2 separate regions of the Zea mays genome follow, and region 2 is linked to region 1. A link is a contact called in public Hi-C data. All regions are on one chromosome and are shown on one strand. The core of a region is the stretch at or near the end of the contact, and the rest is flanking DNA. Distances in the headings are between cores, read along the strand shown.

Region 1 (7,071 bases), core at 2,132-4,631:
GAATACGGATATTTTTTCAATTTTTTGTTTTAATAAGCAAATAATGTATAAAAAATCTATACAATATTTTATTCTTACTTATAAAAATGTGTCTGCTAACAAAAAAAAAGGTTAGCATCGAATTTTATACATATCTGCTTTTATTCCGATACCCATTTTCATCTCTACTAACCACCTATCAGGCTATCACTGCTAATGAATGGCAAAATCCTCTGTATTCTAATTCTGGTGAAGATCTAATCGGTAAATTGAGTAGCAGATGCCATTTTATCTGTAACTTACTGAAACAGGGTTATCAAACAGCACTGGCAATTCAAACATGTAGATAGATCACTGAATAGTAACTGCTTTGGCAGATACTGAGAAGCATTGCATTGCATCACATAATGCTGATATTGTTGACCAAACGTTGATGCGATGAGAGAACATAATAAATCTGGATCAGGTCAAAGGGGGGGGGGGGGACGAGGTACAAAAATACAAATTCGCGTCGATATGTAAGGATTTTTTTTTATTTTTTTGAATGAATGAAACTCACCAGGGTGAAAGAAAATGGAGAGACCAAAATCGATGGTCTTGAGAGCGGCCTCCTCCTTCTGGTCAGCGAAGAGGAAGTTCTCCGGCTTGAGGTCCCGGTGCATGACGCCCATGGAGTGGCACGCCTCGACGACGCCGACGATGACCCTGGCGAGCTCGGCGGCCTTCCTCTCGGTGTAGTGGCCCTTCTGCACGATCCTGTCGAACAGCTCGCCGCCGCCGCAGAGCTCCATGACGAGGTGCACGGCGACGGCGTCCTCGTAGGCGCCGCGGATGGAGATCACGTTGGGGTGGCCCGCCAGGTGGTGCATTATCTGGATCTCCCGGCGGACGTCCTCCACGTCGTCGTCGGTGACGAGCTTGCGCTTCAGGATGGACTTGCACGCGAACTCCTTGCCCGTGGCCCGCTCCACGCACAGGTACGTGGTGCCGAACTGGCCCTGCCCGAGGCGCCGCCCCAGGCTGTACTTGTCCTTAAGGTTCTCCGTCCTGCGCTTGAGCACCGAGCCGACCAGCAGCCCGGCGCTGGACACGCGCTTCACCGGCGGCGCCTTGGGACGCGGCCTGGTGGGCAGCGCCTCGGCAGACGAGTTGGGGCTGGAGCTGGGGCTGGCGTTGGCGGCGACGGGGGCGGCGGCCTTGGGCGCCGGCTCCGAGTGGGAGGCGGCGATCTTGACGGGCTCAGGGGCCTTGCTCTGCACGGCGACGTGCACGTCGGACGCCGGCTTCGGCAGTGCCGGCGGCGGCGTCGACTGCGACCGGCCGGGGCCATTGGCATCAGAGCCGGCGGCGGGCAGCGCGTCGCCGTCCTGCGACGTCTTCCACAGCACCGTGGAGACGGACTGGAAGAAGCCGTTCTTGGTGATGCTGGGTCCGACGCACGTGTTCCCCATCGCGGCGTGCGGCGGGGCGAACACGAGTGGCCGGAACCTTTATCGGATCCAAGAACACAGCCCTCGACTCCTGGAGCTCCGTGCCGGCTCAGATCACGTCGCGGGTATATGTGTGCCCCTTCCTCCAGCATCCGGGAACGGGGCTCCCTTTGGGCAGGAGATCGGATAGATCGCGCGGGAAGCTATGGAAAGCGGAGATCAAAGATGGAAACAAGTGCCCCGATCGCCTCGAGTGCGCGTCGAAGTCAACGCGAGAAGAGGTGTATCCCGGAGCACGCAATGCGGAAATCGGACGCCTTGGGACAGCAGCTGTGCCTGCGCATCAAGAATAACGAAGCGGCGAGAGTGACAGCACGGCCACCGAGATTTTGGACCTCGTCGTCTTGCCGGCGCAGCAGGTGGAGGAAGAAGCAGTCAAAGGAGAGCACCCACAGACGCTAGAAACCAAATTGCTCAAGGCAAATTGAGGGGTAGGAAGACCACCTCCAAAGAGGGCCGAAGGTTCACAAGCAAGGGGACAACAGCTCGACCACGACCACGATAGGATATGCAGCTTATCTAGAAGAAGAAATGACAAGAACATTGAAGAGGGGAAAGGGCGGCAACAAAAGGGCAGGAGCTGAGGTTCAGGAAACGCGTGATCCCTCGGTACGTGGTGCAGGAGGCAGGAGCTACCAGGAAGAGGGCGCGAAGCGGGGGGCGGCGAGGGACAGCGGCCTAGTCAGAATTTGTTGATATGATGGTCTATTAAAAAAATCCGCTATAAGTGTATTGTTAATATAGTTTACTTATTATCGAATTAAGATGAGTAGAACATGTTAACGTCAATAAATATACGGATCTACCTTATTTATTGTAGAATTAAAAGATTATATACACACGATAGCAGAAGGAGATAGAGAAGAAATCACCTTTTTATGCATGTTTCTAACAAAAAAAAAGGCAATATATCAACTCATCTTCATGTTTTAACAGATCTGCAACATATAGGAATATATAGTATTTTATTTTACCAACAGATAAACTGTCTCATATCTCTTTCTATAACTGGTTAACTACCTGTTAATCTGTTATGTGGAAAATAAGATGAGTTCACAGCAAGTTTGCCGCACAACATTCTTTTCAAAATCCAAAACCTCGATTTCTGCACATACCATACCAAAAATAAGAGTAACATATACATATACATAACTAGATATAGTTAGTGTTGTTTTTGTGATCCAAATTTTATATATGGAGGCATGTCGTCGGAAGGCTTGGGCCAGAGCCTAGTCATAATTTACTCCTAGTGAAGGTTTTGTCTGTCTACCGCCCATGATTTTTCTCTTCGCATTGAAGGGTTTTCCACGTAAATTTATGTGTCATGCACTATGATTTGTTGATTGATTTACTTTATTTTTCCTTACTGATTCTGATAACAATTAGTATTAAAATGGATCAGATAAACGTTGGACATATATTAACAGATACTCACCACATTCTTTAGGCTTCGAGCATCCAACTATCCACAATAAAGTTTATAAAATGTAATTCTGTTTTATAGACTAGTTTGTAAAATGTAATCCAACTATATATATATAGATTAGCGGCAAATAAAAGTTTTCCTTTTCCTCAAATTAAAAAGTTCATTCATATGTCATAGACAATAAGCAATCAGTAATACAGGATGATTAGACTGTCAGACGTACCTACCGAGGGTCTGACCGTGCAACTACTGTTGTTGCCGATGTGCCGCCGTCGCCTGTCGATGCCTCAAGATGGATAGATGGGGCACTGACCAAAGAATAGTAACAAACGCGAACAACTGGCCGCGTGCGACTCTCCACGAACTACGAAGACGGACGGGGGGGGGGGGGGGGGGGGGGGGGGGGGGGGGTGTGGATGCGAGAGAGCGCCTTGCGCGTGGGTGCACGACCAACCGGGTCGTGCCGCTCCGTTGTGCAAAGTCCACGGCGCGTCACCGTACCACCGGCTCCGGGTGCCAATGTGCATCCGGATCTCCCAGCCGCGGCAGGTGGCCAGTACCATCCCAGTTTCAGCCGTACCGGACTAAAAATTCCAAACTAGGTGCCTGCCCGATTACAGACTAAGCGTAGGTGCCGAGTGGCAGCTTTCAGGAAGAACTGGTCAAGCACACGGGAAGGGAAATATTCTGCTGCGACAAGGACAACACAGCGTGGCACGAGCACGCAACAGCTCACGGACGACGAGTAAACAATCAATGCGTAGGCAGGATTAAGTATGGACAGGTATTCTACGATACAGTTCTGACCTTGTTGAATGTAATAAACCCAAAAACAAAAATACAACAGTGCGTTACACTCCGATACAAATATACCGTAGCCAAACCACAGATAAGAAATCAAGTCGGCATTTGGAGGCAAGAAAACAAAAATTACAACACTTTTTTGTTCTATTTTACACCCCATGAGCACAGGCATATTACACAACATGCAGGCCGCCGGCCCCGATGAGGAAATGAATTGAGTGCACAGGAGACTACACTGACCTTGGTGGATGCGTTTACAAGCCAGCCATGAGATATATAGCGCTATCGCCCTGCTGCAGGGAAATCTGCGTGGCCATAAAACCTCGTCGTACTTGACTTCGTTCCCAAGCAGTGCGATCCAATCACAAATGACACCATCAAAGGAAGATTCCAACAGAGGGCGCACCCTTATCTCTTCTTTGGTGTCCTTTTGACCTTGATCACTCTTCGGTTCGACTTGTCACCGCCACCACCCCCGCTGCCCAACGAAAAGTTCCCACCCTGAAACTCTAGACTGCCAACAGCTGGGAAGGACGGGTTCTGCTGTGCTGAACCTTGTTGGCCCCCGAACTGAAAAACACCACCTGGCTGGACCGCGGGAGCACCAAATACCGGGGCAGCAGATGAGTTGTTCTGCTGTCCAAATGATGAACCAAATACTGGCGCTGGCGCAGGTGCTGCCTGACTAGTGTCATCTGCCATGCTGTCTTCGTTCATCTGATCATTTCCGGGGGAAGCCATGCTGAAGGCTGTGTTGGTATTTATCATTCCAAATGCAGGCTGTGGAGACGAATTCATGCTAGTGTTGGCTGAACTAAATGAGAAAAGTGATGGTTGAGATGGGAACGTTGGAGCTGGCTGCGCTCCAAATGCAAAAGTGTTGCCTGAAGAACCTGATTGCCCAAATGTAAATGTGCTGGGTGGGGATGAACTTGAGCCAAAAGGGTTGCTAAAAGCTGAGGCTGAAGAAGCTGTAGAGGTGCTGGCAAATACACTCGTACTGGCCGCTGTTGATGCACCAGCAGAAGAGCTAGGTGAAGAAAATGTGAACCCAGTGCTTGAACTAGAGCTAAATGGATTCGCAAAAGTAGCTCCAGTTCCAAATGGTGAATTGCCAAATCCAGTCCCTGATGTGGAAGTTGCTGCACCAAAAGAGGCAGTGCTAGGTCCTGATGAGGAAGTTCCTGCCCCAAAAGAGAAAACTCCAGGTCCAGAAGAGTGAGCTGCTGCACCAAAAGTTGATAAAGTTCCAGGTGCGGAAGATGAAGCTCCGACACCAAAAGATGCAGTGCCTGAACCAGTTGAGGAAGCTCCAAGTCCAAAAGATAGCGTCCCAGGTCCAGACGAGGATGCTCCAACTCCAGGAGTCATGACCGGGAATGGTGAGCCAGATTGTGGTTTTGAACTCTGGGATGTTTGTTGTATTGTTCCGTCTGACTGCGTCGGCTTACTACCAAAGAGTGTGCTAGCAGCTGGTGGTTGAGAGGTACTACCAGCAAGTGACGATGTACTGAGGCCAGTAGATTGGGCTGGGGAGCTGAACCCAAAAAGGTTGTTTCCAGAGCTCGGAAATGTAAATGAAGGGGTTGAAGCAGACTGTAAACCTGGTGCAGTGGAAGTACTAGATGGTGCAGCCACAGATATTCCAGCAGCATCACTTGAAGGTGCAACTGCGGTGAAAGTAGGCGTAGATGTGGCGGGGGAACTTGAAAAGCTTGCAATACTTGATGACACAGGTGAAATAAAAAGTTCCGATGATGCCTTGCTGCTTGCATCTGGTGCAACAGATTTCACTTCAGCTTTTGTACCCCCTATACCAAATGATAAGGTGCTAGCTGCCTTATTTTCAGCAGTTGTGCCATCAGATTTAGCTGATGTTACCAATGACAATCCAACCGGAGCACTGGAAGAAAAACTAAATCCCGTAAATGCAGGAGACGATGAAATAGCTGGACTGCTACTGGATACGGCAAATATGGAAGTGGAAACAGCTGAGCTGATAGCAGGTTTATCAGTAGGTGGAGGAGTTGTGAGCTTTGGTGGTGAGTATGACAAGCCATTGCTCAGGCTCGAAGTAGATGCCACAGATGTAAAATGGAGAGGTGCATTCAGTGTTGTTGATGCAGCTGAAGGCAACACCTTCTCAGATGGGTTGGCTACATCTTCTGCTTTTTCTGTTTTATCACCTCTCTCTGAACTAGTGCTGGCTAATGTTGTGGGCTTGGTGACACTGGAAAAATAAAAAGCAAAACAGATTAGCAGACTTGAAAAACATTGAAAACAACTGGCTTGCATTCCAGGAGGATCAGATTAAGACTATATTGGTTTTTTAAATGCATCACTAAGGCCCTGTTTGTTTGCCCTCTAGATTATATAATCCAGGAAATAAGTTAAGAGGCAAACAAACAACACAGATTATTAGGTGGATTATATAATCTAGATACCTAGATTATGATAATCCATAAGCAGGTCATTAGGTGCTTATATAATCCATAAGCTGGATTATATAATCCTAGAAGGAAACAAACAGGGCCTTAAGTTGAAAAAAAATGTTGTATCTCCATTGTCCATCAAGGATCCACATCCAATTACTAACACCAAGTCTAACCAATTTCATGATAAAACAAATATCCAGTCTCACGGTAACAAATAAGACATTGAAATTATGTGCACATTCTTAATACTAATAACGAAAATGGTCCATGAAGCGCCAAAAGAGAGACAAAGATAAAAGAGAAATCACCTCTGCCCGAGTGTTGATTTGTTTTTTGCAGTTGATGTTTCAAAATCTGACGTAATTGGCTGCTTGATGCCGAAAATGAAATTTGAAGCACCAGTCTGTTTATCGTTATTAACTGAAGCAAGTGGCATTGCTGATACACCAGTTGCAGGGCGGGTGCCAGGAGGCCCATTTGAGAATGCAAATTCGGTATTATTGTCCACAGAAGCTTTGGGAACTGCCTTCCCAGGATCATTTGATAAAAATAAACCACCAGATGAAGTGACAGTTTTAGACAGTGATGCTACAGGCTGTTCACTAATCGTAGAACCAGCAATGTTCTTCAAGTTCGGTTCAACCCTTTGCTCTAATATATTTTGTTCAACCTTCTGTTCTTTTCTATTTGAATCAATTTTCTGCTCAGTTGTTTCAACCTCTATCTTACTTGATTGAATAAGGACCTCCAGATCATCATCCAACTCTGGTAAGTCCTTGAAAACATAAGAAAAACTAATCAGGTCACAAGTATTGGATATATGACTGCACTACATTCGATAAAAACAACACATTTCTCATACCTCTATCACAGCCATTTTAAAGGCTGGCGTCCATGATTTAGAAGCAGAAACCGAGTTCCCCAAAAGGGCAGGTCT
Region 2 (7,140 bases), core at 1,939-4,438, 410 kb before region 1:
ATATACAAGAAAACAGAAAATAACATAGTTATTATTGCAAATTGGTAGTGCTAAAAATTGGATCGGGTACCAAAGGTAAGCTAAAAAATTCATGGAAACTTAAAAAATCGTATTAGCACAAATTGATTTAACCAAAATAAATATGTATCATATTTGTTGCACAAATAAACCATTCATGTGTTAAACAACACAAACCCACTTTGTGTCATGTTCGCTTCTTGCATCTTCAAATGTTTTTCTCTCCCCTCTTCTTTCTTACTTTCTTGTTCTCCTATCATAAAGGAACTATTCTACTCTCATTTCTTTAGTAAAAACTATTGTCGCTCTTGTGCATGTCCTGGATGATCTAGTGCCCATATATACATAGCATATGTGCTGTTAGACTACAATCCACTTCATGGGAAATGCTGGGAACATGGTCGAACCAGACCTCGGTCATCCGTCTCCAACCTCAACAAACCTTGTCTGCGAACGCATAAAATCGTCTCAACATGAAGATTCGAATGGCGATGACTTTGTTGTGCACGAGAAGTCGCCCTAGCATGACACGAAGGGTTCGAAGATGCCATTTGGGATCTATCGGCAACGGGTCTGAATCAAAGCGGGGTTTTTTGGTCCAAGAGGTTGAAGACCTCAAGGGCTTTGCTCCCGGTGGTTACCCTGGCGAAGACCTGGGTGCTGCGAAGGAGATCGTTCCTCTACGCCAGACTAGAGGATGGACCGACAGGCGAAGACGAAGACCTCAACACGAAGGACTTCGGGACTTAGGACCAGGTAGATTAACCACGAAAAACGGAGGGTCAGTGGGTCCCAGCAAGCAACGCATGCCTACATGTCGACCTCATCTATTGCTACAGTGTTTGATGTAACTAGCTAGTTCTAGGGTGGCACTGTTCCGTAGTTACCCCGTTATATAATATATTATGAGAATGTAGTAGGTAACAAGGGTACGAATATACATTAGATCGTAGCGTCTTGTTTACCTATAAATACCCTCGTCCGGCTCTTGGACAGAACACACTTCACAAAACATTTGAGCACCCAACTTCCCATTTTGTTGAGCACAATTACCCTACCCGCACCTGAGTGTTTGGGCCCAGGTGTTAAAACCCAACGAACAACATTTAACGTCTATGTCCATCCACATGTATGATTGTTGTTACTACTGTTTTTCTTTACTCTAAATTACATGCGCTACAATTTACATAAATTGAAGAGAGACGAGAGGGTCTTTAAACTCATTATTTTTAAATTTTGTAGTCCTGGAACCATTACACAAAGACCCTTTATAATAAGAATTAATTTCTCCAACTGCATAGCCCACTTTAATTTTAGATAATGTAACATGTTATAAGCTGAGAGTCCAAATTTAGCTGATTTTATTTGTCACAGTTTTCTCTATAAACTTAGGGCTAGTTTATAAACACTATTTTACATTTTTTAAAGAATTTCTATTTTTCTATAAAAAATAAACTATTTCTTAATCTCCTAGAAAAATACGGTTCCTAGACTAACCCTCACATGATTTTCTTTTGCTAAACGGAACCTTCTTCATCGTCCTTTCTTCTACAAGAAAAACTACTGTTAGACTGGTGGCAACGCGGGCGGTAGCGCGGGCGAGAGAGAGCCGCTACCGCCCGCGCGTGGGCGAGAGGCGGGCGAGAGAGGGTCGCCGGGCGACGGCGCTCGCGCCCGCGCTGGAGCGCCCGCCCGGGCGAGAGGCGGGCGAGAGGGAGGCGAGAGCGAGGCGAGGCACTGGCGGGGCGAGAGCGACGTGGCGCGATCTGACTGGTCCACGTGTCGCGATCTGATTGGTCCACGTGTGCTAGCCGTTACAACTAGCCGTTTTTGACCGTTTGGAGTCCAAAAAATTCGAAAAAATTGCAAAAAATCACAAATTTCATCCCCAATCCCTCTATATATATCCCTACCCGGGTGGAGCTCATTCCACACACCATTTCATCTCATTTCTCTCTTCCAAACTCGCCTTTTCTACTCATCTTCACGTCATGTCTTCCTCGAGCACAAACTCAAGTGAAGGAGCTGAAGGGGTAATGTGCAATACATTGCAAGCAGCCATGGAGGAGGCTATGCTCAACCTCAATGAAGAGTCGTCGAGCCGGCCCAAGCGTTGTAATTTTATTTTAATTATTACGCAATTTGTAATTTTTAATTCAATAAAAAATATTATGTTGTGTGTTTTCTGAGCGTTGAAATAAATCCGCGTGAATTACTTAATTCTGAAATAGAAAAGCTGATGTGGCTATAGCCTGAAGCTGTAGCCTGCTGCAGCCTGTGCACTGGAGCAGCAGAGGCGAGAGTGGAGGCGAGAGCTGACGTGGCAGGGGCGAGAGGGAGGCTGTGCACTGGACTCAGCCTTAGTTATAGATGTCCAAACAGTGCGGGCCGCCCGTTTGGCCCGTGGCACGACACGAATTTAGCCCGGTCCAAACACGACCCGGCACGGTCGGTTACGGGCCCGGGCCGGCACGGCCCGTTTAGCGGGCCGAGTATGGGCAGATACGGCGGCCCGCGTGCTTTGGCCCGGCCCGGCCCGATAAATGGGTCGGCCCGACGGCGGCCCACATATTTATGTAAATACTAAATATGTAAATACATTTAATTCTCTCATAATATGTAAATACTAAATACGCGGCCAAACATATATAAAATGCATACATAAATATAAAATGGATACGTAAATATTTTGCATATTATATATGATTAATTCTGTTAAATATATGTATTTATATACCGCTTTACTGTTGGTTCGGGCGAGTGCCCGGCCCGGTCCGTTGAGGCCCACCGGGCCAACGGGCCGACCCGGCACGATTTTTCCCTGTGCGTGTCGGGTTTGGGCATGTCCCTAGGCACGTGGGCCAGCCCGACCCGGCCCGAAGCATCAACAGGCCACGCCTGGCCCGGCCCTATTCGTACCGGGCCGAAACGGGTTCGGGCCGGGTCCGTGCCGGGTGGCCCGTTTGGACATCTATAGCCTTAGTGCGCTGGATGGATAGACAAGTCCTTTCTTCTCAGCGTCATTATTTCGCTCTTGCTGTCGCAGGCACAAATACTACAATACCGGGCGGCGGCGGCGGCGTCAGCGCGTGCATCACCAGCGGTGCATCCAGGAAACTCCCACTCCCGTGCTACATATACAAGTAAGGCATACAGTGCCACGTCCCACGATAGCAGTCAGCAGAGGCAGAGCACAGCAGCTCCGTCGTGCACTACTGCACTAGGACTGGCGGGTGGGGGGTGGCCGCGCGCGGAGATGGGGAAGGCGCCGGCCGCGGTGGTGGTGGCCGTGAACGGGCAGCGTTACGAGGCCACCGGTGTGGATCCGTCGACGACGCTGCTGGAGTTCCTGCGCACCCAGACGCCCGTTAGGGGCCCCAAGCTCGGCTGCGGCGAAGGTACGAGCGGGCAAATGACGACCAGGTTGATATACATTTATGCCTTTGTTCGAGGAGTCGAGCAGAATGGAGCGGTTTTATTCTAGTTTTTTTATGTTTAGTTTCTAACAAAATAGGAGCGGAGCGGTGCCTGTAGTTTTCATATAGAAATTTACTAAAAATAGTTGAAGTGCTTCCGCTCCACCAAAATGGTCGGATACGAGCGCTCTTCTTACTCTTCTCTCCTCTACACTCATATGACTCTCCAACCAAACAAAGAACAGAGCGGCTCCGCTCTATTCTACTCTTCAACCAAACAAAAAATAGAGTGACTATGTTTTACTTGTCAAACAAAGAATAGAACGACTCCATTCTAAAAAAACTAGAACGGAACCGCTCCATTCTAATGGACTCTCCAACCAAACGCACCTTAAGTTAATGTTTGGTTTACAAAATGTAATGTAAATGACAATGGTAGTAATGATCACATTCGAGTGCTAACAATAATAAGTTTGAATAGACTGATATTCGTTTTTAGTGTGTTATCTGATTACGTTGAACTTAAAAAACATGATTTAACGTTATCTGTTATCCATCACGTTACAATTATGTGAATCAAACAACACCTAAGTATGACGCAAAGCTGCACCTTTTTCCTTGGCAGCATTAGGACTCAAGAGAGAAGGCCTCGCCATAATGCAATGACCTGGACCAAAAAAACTCGAGAGAGGGCCCACATTCAAAAGGGTTTTAGAGAAACTATTGGTAGCTATTGGAGTATTACCTATTTTTGATTTAATATTTTAAAGATATCCTATTTTTTATGTTTTGAAAATTATATTTTTTTGGACTTATTGGAGTTGTTTTAACCCTATAACTTGAGGGTGCAACATATTACCCTGATCCCTAAACACCTTCAGTAAACAAGGTTAACTTCTAGAGACAATGCCCGATCCTCGATTTCCCGCGGAGAATTCCTCTATTAGGGGAATGAGGAAGTTTCTCCTCTATGAGGATGTAAACGGAAAAATTCTTCTCCGACGAGTAAATGGAGATAGGTAAGCATTCTCTATCTCCGTTTCCCACGAGGACCCGTTAAACTTACACGTGACATGTTTTCGTGTGATACTTAATGATAAAAATAAATAATTATCTTGTAAAAGATCACTTATTGTACAAATGTGTTTATTTTGATGTGCATATAATGATTTTTTATATCTAGCAATATTTATAAATGACAATGTTTTACATTATTATTTATTAACAAAGAACATACATCTTAGTTATAATATAAGCGAGGTTGGGATCTCTGTCAGGGATTTACCTCTGTGGAAAACGGGGATGAGAAAGAAACGTCCCAGCAAACGTTTGTAAGAATCTCCTTGAGCAAATGTTTTCGTCGCGAGGACAGAGATGAAAGCTATTGTCCAACGGAGAATTTCCGGTTGCCATACTTACTAGTTCCGTCTACCGGCCATGTAGATCGGTGTAACCTAAATCATCATCAGCATGCTCCGTTTTGTCCCCTTCTTGAAGCAACCGAACAAAGGCAGGCGCTGCCTCGTTCGTTTCAATCAAGTCTCCATCGGTTTCAAGTACAGCTCCTTTGTCCAGTTTCCTTGCTCCTTCTCGTCATTTTGGCGCGCCACCATCTCACGGAAATGTCAACAACCCAACGAAAGCAGTAAACCGTACATAGGAAATGAAAGCCAGAGGAGATATTTCAATGGAAAAATGGCAAAAGTGCAACTTTTTTCCCCCCATCAAGCGTATTAGATGCCTTTTTCCCTTGCACAAAACGCTTCTCCGGTTTATTCGACAGACAAAGGACTTGTTTAGTCTGATGTGTGCAAGCCAGCCACCGCTTGGCGGCTCGCATTCATCTCATAGAGCTCATTCTGAGATGAAGTACTCCTCCCTGCTCTTCTCGATGGGCATGTAAATTAACAGGCGCATGTATATGTTGTATTGCGTATCTCATACACAAGAAGCTAATACCAAAGGTAGATTGATTAGCCTTGGAAACTCCTCTCCTTTTCTTTTCAATTGAAAGAAGCAACGATGTGCAATTTGCACGGCACAATTACGCTAACCTACTGCAAATTTTGAAATGGAAAATAACAACATCCTTTGCATTTTTATCTCAATGAAATGATAAGATAGTCCTTCTGTAGTCTTATATACGTGTTCAGCATCCATCAAGAAATAACTCCACGCCTCGTTTTTTAAGAGGCGAGCTTAACATTTATGATGCACAATAAGTATAATTACATTAAGCACGATAAACTTCCTCATAATAAAATATATTCTCTATAATAAACATACTAGAGATATAAATGTTGATAACAGATGCGCAGTTATTTTTTGAGACTGGAGGAATAACCTGTTGTGTGCTCGCAATTTCCTAATGCGGCAGGTGGCTGCGGTGCGTGCGTGGTCCTTATCTCCAAGTACAACCCGGCCACCGACGAGGCGACCGAGTTCTCAGCGAGCTCCTGCCTGACACTGCTCCGTAGCATTGACCGCTGCTCAGTGACCACGAGCGAGGGCATTGGCAACACCAAGGATGGCTACCACGCGGTGCAGCAGCGGCTCGCAGGCTTCCACGCTTCCCAGTGCGGCTTCTGCACGCCGGGCATCTGCATGTCAATCTTCTCAGCGCTGGCCAAGGCCGACAAGGTGGCCAGCCGCCCTACCCCGCCCACAGGCTTCTCCAAGCTCACCACCTCGGAGGCTGAAAAGGCCGTGTCCGGCAACCTGTGCCGGTGCACCGGATACAGGCCCATCGTCGACGCCTGCAAGAGCTTCGCGGCGGACGTGGACCTTGAGGATCTGGGTCTCAACTGCTTCTGGAGGAAGGGCGATGAACCTGCTACCGTCAGCAAACTACCTGGCTACAGTAGTGCTGCAGTCTGCACCTTCCCTGAGTTCCTCAAGTCTGAGATCAAGTCCTCTAGGGAGAATGCAGATGGTGCTGCAGTAGCAGTCTCCAGTGATGGCTGGTACCATCCTCAAAGCATTGAAGAGCTCCACAGGTTGTTTGATTCCTACTGGTTTGATGAAAGTTCTGTGAAGATTGTGGCTGCAAACACCGGGTCTGGAGTGTACAAGGATCAGGACCTCTATGACAAGTACATTGACATCAAAGGAATACCAGAGCTATCAGTCATCAACAGCAGCGTTAAGGGAATTGAGCTTGGATCGGTTGTGTCCATCTCTACAGCCATTGAGGTGTTGTCAGATGGAAATCTGATCTTCAGAAAAATTGCCGATCACCTAAGCAAAGTGGCTTCGCCATTTGTTCGGAACACAGCAACCATAGGTGGCAACATAATCATGGCGCAGAGGTTGCCATTCGAGTCAGACATAGCAACTGTGCTACTGGCTGCAGGTACAACAGTCACAATTCAGACAGCTTCCAAAAGGTTGTGCCTTACTTTGGAGGAGTTCTTGCAGCAGTCTCCATGTGATTCTAGGACCCTGCTGATGAGCATATTCATCCCAAAGTGGGATTCAGATGGCATCACCTTTGAGACATTCCGGGCAGCGCCTCGGCCATTTGGCAATGCTGCTTCATATGTCAATGCTGCTCTCTTGGCAAGGACTTCAACTGATGCAGCTTCAGGGAAGAACATCATGGAGGATATATGCTTGGTGTTCGGTGCTTATGGAGCTGACCATGCCATCAGAGCTAGCAAGGTAGAGGATTTTCTAAAGGGAAAATCACTGAGCTCTTCTGTTATAC

Evidence for each region. A called contact is a pair of places that touch in the nucleus more often than the background predicts.
Region 2: a Hi-C map of ear shows a contact between it and region 1, with 2.2 times the contacts expected there. The contact joins two enhancer-like sites. A contact is called at or near these places in 2 of 25 Hi-C or Micro-C datasets (bundle sheath and ear).

The regions. Positions count from the first base shown.
Region 1 is chr1:292,761,976-292,769,046 of Zm-B73-REFERENCE-NAM-5.0, reverse strand. It overlaps LOC103644146 (nuclear pore complex protein NUP1-like), which reads right to left. Exons shown (of 16, transcript XM_008667343.4): 7 at 6,997-7,071; 8 at 6,443-6,909; 9 at 4,106-5,929; 10 at 539-1,140. Among protein-coding and RNA genes, the nearest start is that of LOC103644146, 9.1 kb to the right of the region's middle. Within about 2 kb of position 3,381, at least 19 of the 20 cell types and tissues checked have an H3K27ac peak or open chromatin away from gene starts, as enhancers often do. A contact at or near this core is called in ear, where this site is marked.
Region 2 is chr1:293,174,814-293,181,953 of Zm-B73-REFERENCE-NAM-5.0, reverse strand. It overlaps LOC103644152 (a long non-coding RNA gene), which reads right to left. Exons shown (of 3, transcript XR_002749710.2): 3 at 5,507-7,140. Among protein-coding and RNA genes, the nearest start is that of LOC103644152, 8.2 kb to the right of the region's middle. Within about 2 kb of position 3,188, at least 12 of the 20 cell types and tissues checked have an H3K27ac peak or open chromatin away from gene starts, as enhancers often do. A contact at or near this core is called in ear, where this site is marked.